2 separate regions of the Mus musculus genome follow, and region 1 is linked to region 2. A link is a contact called in public promoter capture Hi-C data. All regions are on one chromosome and are shown on one strand. Each heading gives the region's core, a stretch centred on a gene start, on an enhancer-like site or on the middle of the called end of the contact. The rest is flanking DNA. Distances are from core to core; before and after follow the strand shown.

Evidence for each region. Promoter capture Hi-C pulls out the DNA fragments that hold promoters and counts their contacts.
Region 1: a promoter capture Hi-C map of the C10 cell line shows a contact between it and region 2, with 7 times the contacts expected there. The contact joins two enhancer-like sites. A contact is called at or near these places in 2 of 39 promoter capture datasets (the C10 cell line and pre-B cells).

The regions. Positions count from the first base shown.
Region 1 is chr2:17,722,651-17,725,504 of GRCm38.p6, forward strand. It overlaps a transcript of Nebl not described here. Among named protein-coding and RNA genes, the nearest start is that of Mir6419, 160 kb to the left of the region's middle. Within about 2 kb of position 1,286, at least 14 of the 459 cell types and tissues checked have an H3K27ac peak or open chromatin away from gene starts, as enhancers often do.
Region 2 is chr2:15,145,316-15,148,015 of GRCm38.p6, forward strand. No RefSeq gene overlaps it. Among named protein-coding and RNA genes, the nearest start is that of Arl5b, 91 kb to the left of the region's middle. Within about 2 kb of position 1,351, at least 16 of the 459 cell types and tissues checked have an H3K27ac peak or open chromatin away from gene starts, as enhancers often do.

The DNA of each region.
Region 1 (2,854 bases), core at 36-2,535, 2.6 Mb after region 2:
CCAACTTCTGCTTGCCTTCCTAGGAGAGACTAGCTGGGTCCATGCTGAGTGAGGATTAAGTACAGAGTGCACTCTCTGAGATGTAAGCATGATCGCAGTCCCCAAGAGAGGCTTAATTTTAACTGAGCATCATCTAAGTGACAGGCTCAGGTGACAATCAGGTAAGCAAGAAAGAACACTCCGCTCCCCGAGTGGACGCAGACAGGGAACCACACGGTTCCCACACAGCGCAGTATGCCTGTGCCACAGCTGATCTAGGGGCTGAGGGTGCTGGGTCAGCCGCCAGGAAAAGTGTGGGCCTGGCAGGAAGGGAGATCCTGAAAGCAAGGGCAGCTAACATCCATTATGGGAGCACTTCCAGCCCATTAACAACCATTCCTCACCAGATCCACAGCAGCTCTCAGTGCTCCCTGGTGTTCAAGGCATAGCTATGAAGTAGCCTGTCTCAAACTTTTAGTACTCAAGTGTATGTTCATGGTTTCTCTGTCTTTGTTAATTCTTGTCTTTCTTCCTCCCTACTGTTTGAAAAACTTGTGAGGTGCTAGTGATGTGACTCGGTGCTTGCCTAGCATATATGAGGCCTCAGGTTTGATTCCCAGCACTACACACACACACACACACACACACACCAGAACAAGGGCCACTAGAGAGTGGACCTTGAGAGCTACACCCATTTGCTTTCTTGATTTGTTTCTGGTCTGCCACCACCATGTGGCTATCCACAAGCTCCCCACTGTGATGAACTGCGATCTCCTCTGGGACTTCGAGCCAAGATAAACCTCCCCGCTCTGAAGTTGCTACATTCAGGCATTTTGTCCCACAGTTACAAAAGTAAACAATATGTACTATGACCAATCTTATCTCACAAAGGAAGAACAAACAATCCAAAGACAAAATGGTGTCGAGATTCAAAGCCAGCTACATCATGCCCAAAAGTGTCAATGACAGGCTGCAGCTCAAGAGACCTGCTTCAGTGACCACGTTCACTTAAGCGCAGGAAACTCGCAAACCCCCTTGAAATAATCTGAGGCCACGGAGGGTTATAGGACCAAATTTGGAAGGCACACACAAAGATAAGAGAAACAGGAGGTGGAGTGGGCGTGGAGCTCAGGTCTACGTTTCATTCCTTTTCCTTCCCTGTCCTCTGATAACCTCAGAAAGACTATGTTAGTTACCACAGAGAAATGGTGAGAGCCAGAGGCACGGTGGCCTAGATAAGCACCCTCAAGACAGGCTGGCAGAAGTGTGCTGACCATTCTGGGTGGCTCTTAATGAGCAGCACCCAGCTCAGCATCTTCCAGGCTAGAGATAGCCAATGAATATTCACTGGAAGAATTGCTAATGCAGCCAGAGAGAGAGCCGCAAATGCAATACACAGCTCCTGCTGTTTCATTTTCAAAAGTCTAACAAAATCGTGCTAAGTGAGACTCTTTGGTGAAAGGGAATCTTATTTGAAAGGGTGACTAAACATATTTAGTGCGAATATCTGTATGTTTTGGGATTTTTGCTGGGATTTTTTTTCCATAATTAAAGATACATTTGACACAGTAGGTACAAATGTTCCCCCAACCCACCCCTAAAATCTACAGAAGGAATGATTTAGGAAAATTACTGTCAAGGTCATAATAAAATGGTCCCTCCCCAGTCCTATGATAATGGAACATTTGGTGGCAGCATATTAAAGGCCAGTCATTGATATTGCTACTTCTAAGCAATAATGTCTTCTCAGAAAATTCTGAGAACCGATGTATTTTTGTTACAAACACATAATAAATGCAAATTTGACTTTCACACACAATAAATTAAATAATTTGACAAATGGCCTTGGGGTTTATATTCTTTGTGTGGCATGTGGGGTATCAAAGTGTTTGTAGTTTAGCTTGGCATATAATTCACACATAAATACAAGCTGTGCTTTTTTGTCTAATCATCTCGTGTGTTATTTATTTCCCCAGCACCTCTAAGCAGTAAGAACGCCGCTCAGTCCTCTCTGCTTTGCAAGTTCTAAGATGCAGAAAATTCTGAATGTGCTAAACAAGAAGCCACTGCCGGCTAGTGAAGCATAAAGGCTTATGAAAACATGGCACGTACTCAAGTAGACCAGTTTGTTTTTAAATATTTTAATAGTGTTCACTGCTGTTAGGAACTAAATGTGCATTGTATTCAATCTCATTCCGAGGATACACTCTATTATGATCATCCTATCAAAAAGATCAGAATGTAAATACCGTGTAAATTACATTTTATACATGTCCTCCTCTGCACGAAGGCAAACAGAATACTTATATCTTCTCTAAACACGTGAGAATACAAACAGGCAGTGCGTCTAAACCCAAGAAGTATTCACTGCCTTGTCCCATTAAACAAAGATGCCCTCAGGTATCAATTACAAAGACAGTGCCCCTGCTTACACTTTCACAGTTTTAAGCACAACGTTAATATTTATTTCAAAGGGTCTCAAGTTAATCACATATTATACGGTCTAAAAGAATACTATACTATAGAAGTACTCTGCCTGAAAACTCTCTTAAGACGCCACCTAAGCCAAGAGAACTGGTAGCAGAAACTGAATGCCTGACACTGAACTTGTAGTAACCAGGAAAAGTTGGTATCTTCCTAACAACTAAATATAAACTATGTACCTTGATCAGATTCTAAAATAAAACATGCACGGATTTGCACATACACCTGCACACAAACAGATGAAAAAGACAATCTCGGGGCAATGAAAGAAACATAGGTTAAACATGGACCATATATATATATATATATATATATATATATATATATATATATATATATATATATATACACATACATACACACACACATATATATATGCATATTATGTTTT
Region 2 (2,700 bases), core at 101-2,600:
TCTTATAAGAACAGGGCAGACTGAATTAAGACTCACTCTAAAGACTATACTCTAAATTAATTGTCTCATTAGAGCCGCTAGATTATATATGACAAACAAGTTTTGACAAATTTGACCTTTCTTAGAGATTCATAGATGGCTCAGTCACTCACATAAAGATTTAGAAAAGGTGCTTGCATTCAGGTAAAACACTCATACATGGCAACATAGTAACATGATGGAGAAATGAGCTGTATGGTCACAAGAGCTACTCTGGGAAGGAGACTGGTAAGAGCAGTTTAGAGAAGAGATTTTACTATCAGCTTATGGGAGGTGACTTTTCTTAGAAGTGGTCAAACCAGAGCAGTCTTTCTTATGATGCCTGGTTAGTTTAACTAAGCCTATTCAGATTAATTGCGCACTCTCTCTCAACCTCTCTCTCTCTCAATTTAGAGATTTATTTTTCTTTTATGTATATATGTGTTTTGCCTCCAGTAATGTGAGCATACCATTGGTGTAATTCAGGTCTGAAGGGACCAGAAGAGGATGGTGGATTCTCTGGACCTGGAACTAATGGATGATTGTAAGCCACAGTGTAGGTGCTGGGTGGGAATTGAACCTAGGTCCTCTGGTAGAGGACCGAGCCAGTGCTGTAAACTACTGAACCATCTCTCCACTTGCTTGTTTGGTTTTTAAAAGTGATATGTTTGGGGATCTTTTCTCAAAGTTTTAACTTGATTGAATGGACCATATCATTAGTGAATCCATTTTGGTTTGGTGTGTTATAGTCCAGGAACTAAGTAAAATATGATGGTAACTTATACTTTTAATATTCCAAATGAGTCACACTATGAGATTAGTTTGGGACATCAGTATGTGAAATAGGAAAGGGGACAAGGGTTTTCCCATAACTTATGCAGCAATTACTTTCCTCATTACTTCGACAAAACATCTGACACAAATGACTTAGGAGAAGATTTATTCTGGCTCACAGTTCTGGAGAGTTTCAGTCCATTATGTAGGGGAATGTGTTACAAAATGCATTCATGATGGTTGGAGTTTGTGGCCAAGACTCCTCACAGCCTTGAAGAAAGAAAGCAGAACACTTAAGTTAGAACCAGAAGCAAGGATAACCTTTGTGACACCTTTGTGACCCATCTGTACCAGCCAGACCTTGTGCCTCAACATTTCTACAACCTTGCAGAACAGCACTGCCAACTGAGAACTGCCTGTAGGAATGTATCACATTCAAAGCACAACCACACATATGTTTACAAAGCATTATCCAGAAGAAGGTGAGTCTAGGGCATGGCATTCACTCCTGTTAGCCAAGTCAGGAAAGTTTAATCATTAATGTAGCGTTGCTAATGTCAACATTTTGTTCATGTCCAGATAAACACAATGATCTTGTTTTTATATCAAGACATGCCAGCTACACAATGTACTAACCTGACCCTGATGTCTTGAACAACTGTTTATGTATGGCAGAAGGACATTAAATCCTACTAGCAAGTTACAGCCCAGACATCACCTAGAAAGCAAGGGCCTGCTTTACTCTTTCTCACAGTATCATAATGTGTCTGTGGGGGAGGGGGCTGCTGAAATACAACATTGGTTCTACCTTATTATAGTGAAATGATGTGCTTTTGGTGAATCAAATGTAGAAAGCTTTTCTAAATATGCTGTCATGTAATAATGATAAATAAATGTATTACCTCCAAAGGACATGAAATGGATAAACTAAAAAGTAGAACAGAAATTACACTACCAAATTGCACCATAAGATTTTTGTGTTGACTCATTATTAAAGTTCTACTACCCATGATTACTCAACATCATTGAGATATTTGAATATGTGTCACTCAAGTGAAGTACAAACACATGATGCCATGGGCATAGTGGGGAACTTGGCCTTACATTGCAGAGCTGAGTCTGAACATTGATCTTTTTACAACAGTAGGGAGACTTACCTTCTCTGAGTGTCTGTCTCTTTGTGAAGTCACAAAGCCATGGGGGTGGGAAAAAATTGATTTAGGAGCTGGGCATAGTGGTCCAGTCCTTGAATCCCAGCACTTGTGGGGTAGAAGCAGGCAGATTTCTTTGAGTTTGGTGCCAGCCTGGTCTACATAGTGATTTCTAGGCCAGCCAAAGCTTTATAATAAGGCTTTGTCTCAAAAAGCAATGAGTTTAGTATTTTTATATGGCAATTAGTTGAAAGTAATCTCAGTCAGAAGGAAGAAAGACAAGGAGGAAGAGGAGGTGGAAGAGGAAAAGGAAGAAGAGGGGGCTTTGGAGAAGGAGGAGTTATCCTAATGTTTTTCTTTTCCTGTCTATAGTGAATCTACAATAATTCAGCACATCTCTAGACTCTACTGAGTCAGGCTCCTTCACCACTCCTGCTTCCACCCTGATGCAGTTCACCATGTTCTCTTAGTAGAAACATCTGCAAACTCCTTCTTGCAGAAATTGGCTCATTGTTTGTAACTCCATTAAATCAAACAGAAAATGAAAAATTGATAGTTGCCAGCCTTCCCCTCTGCTCCCACACAGCATTCTGTTTTCTAGTCACAGAGTATAGGGGTGGTTATGATATTAAGGTCCTGATCCCCAATCGGTTTTTGATCTATCAGGAAAGATGTCATGGGCCAATTGCTGGATGGAAGAAACAGGCAGACTTCTGAGTCCATGTAGGCAAAGCAGCAAGGAAAGGAGAGGGAGAAT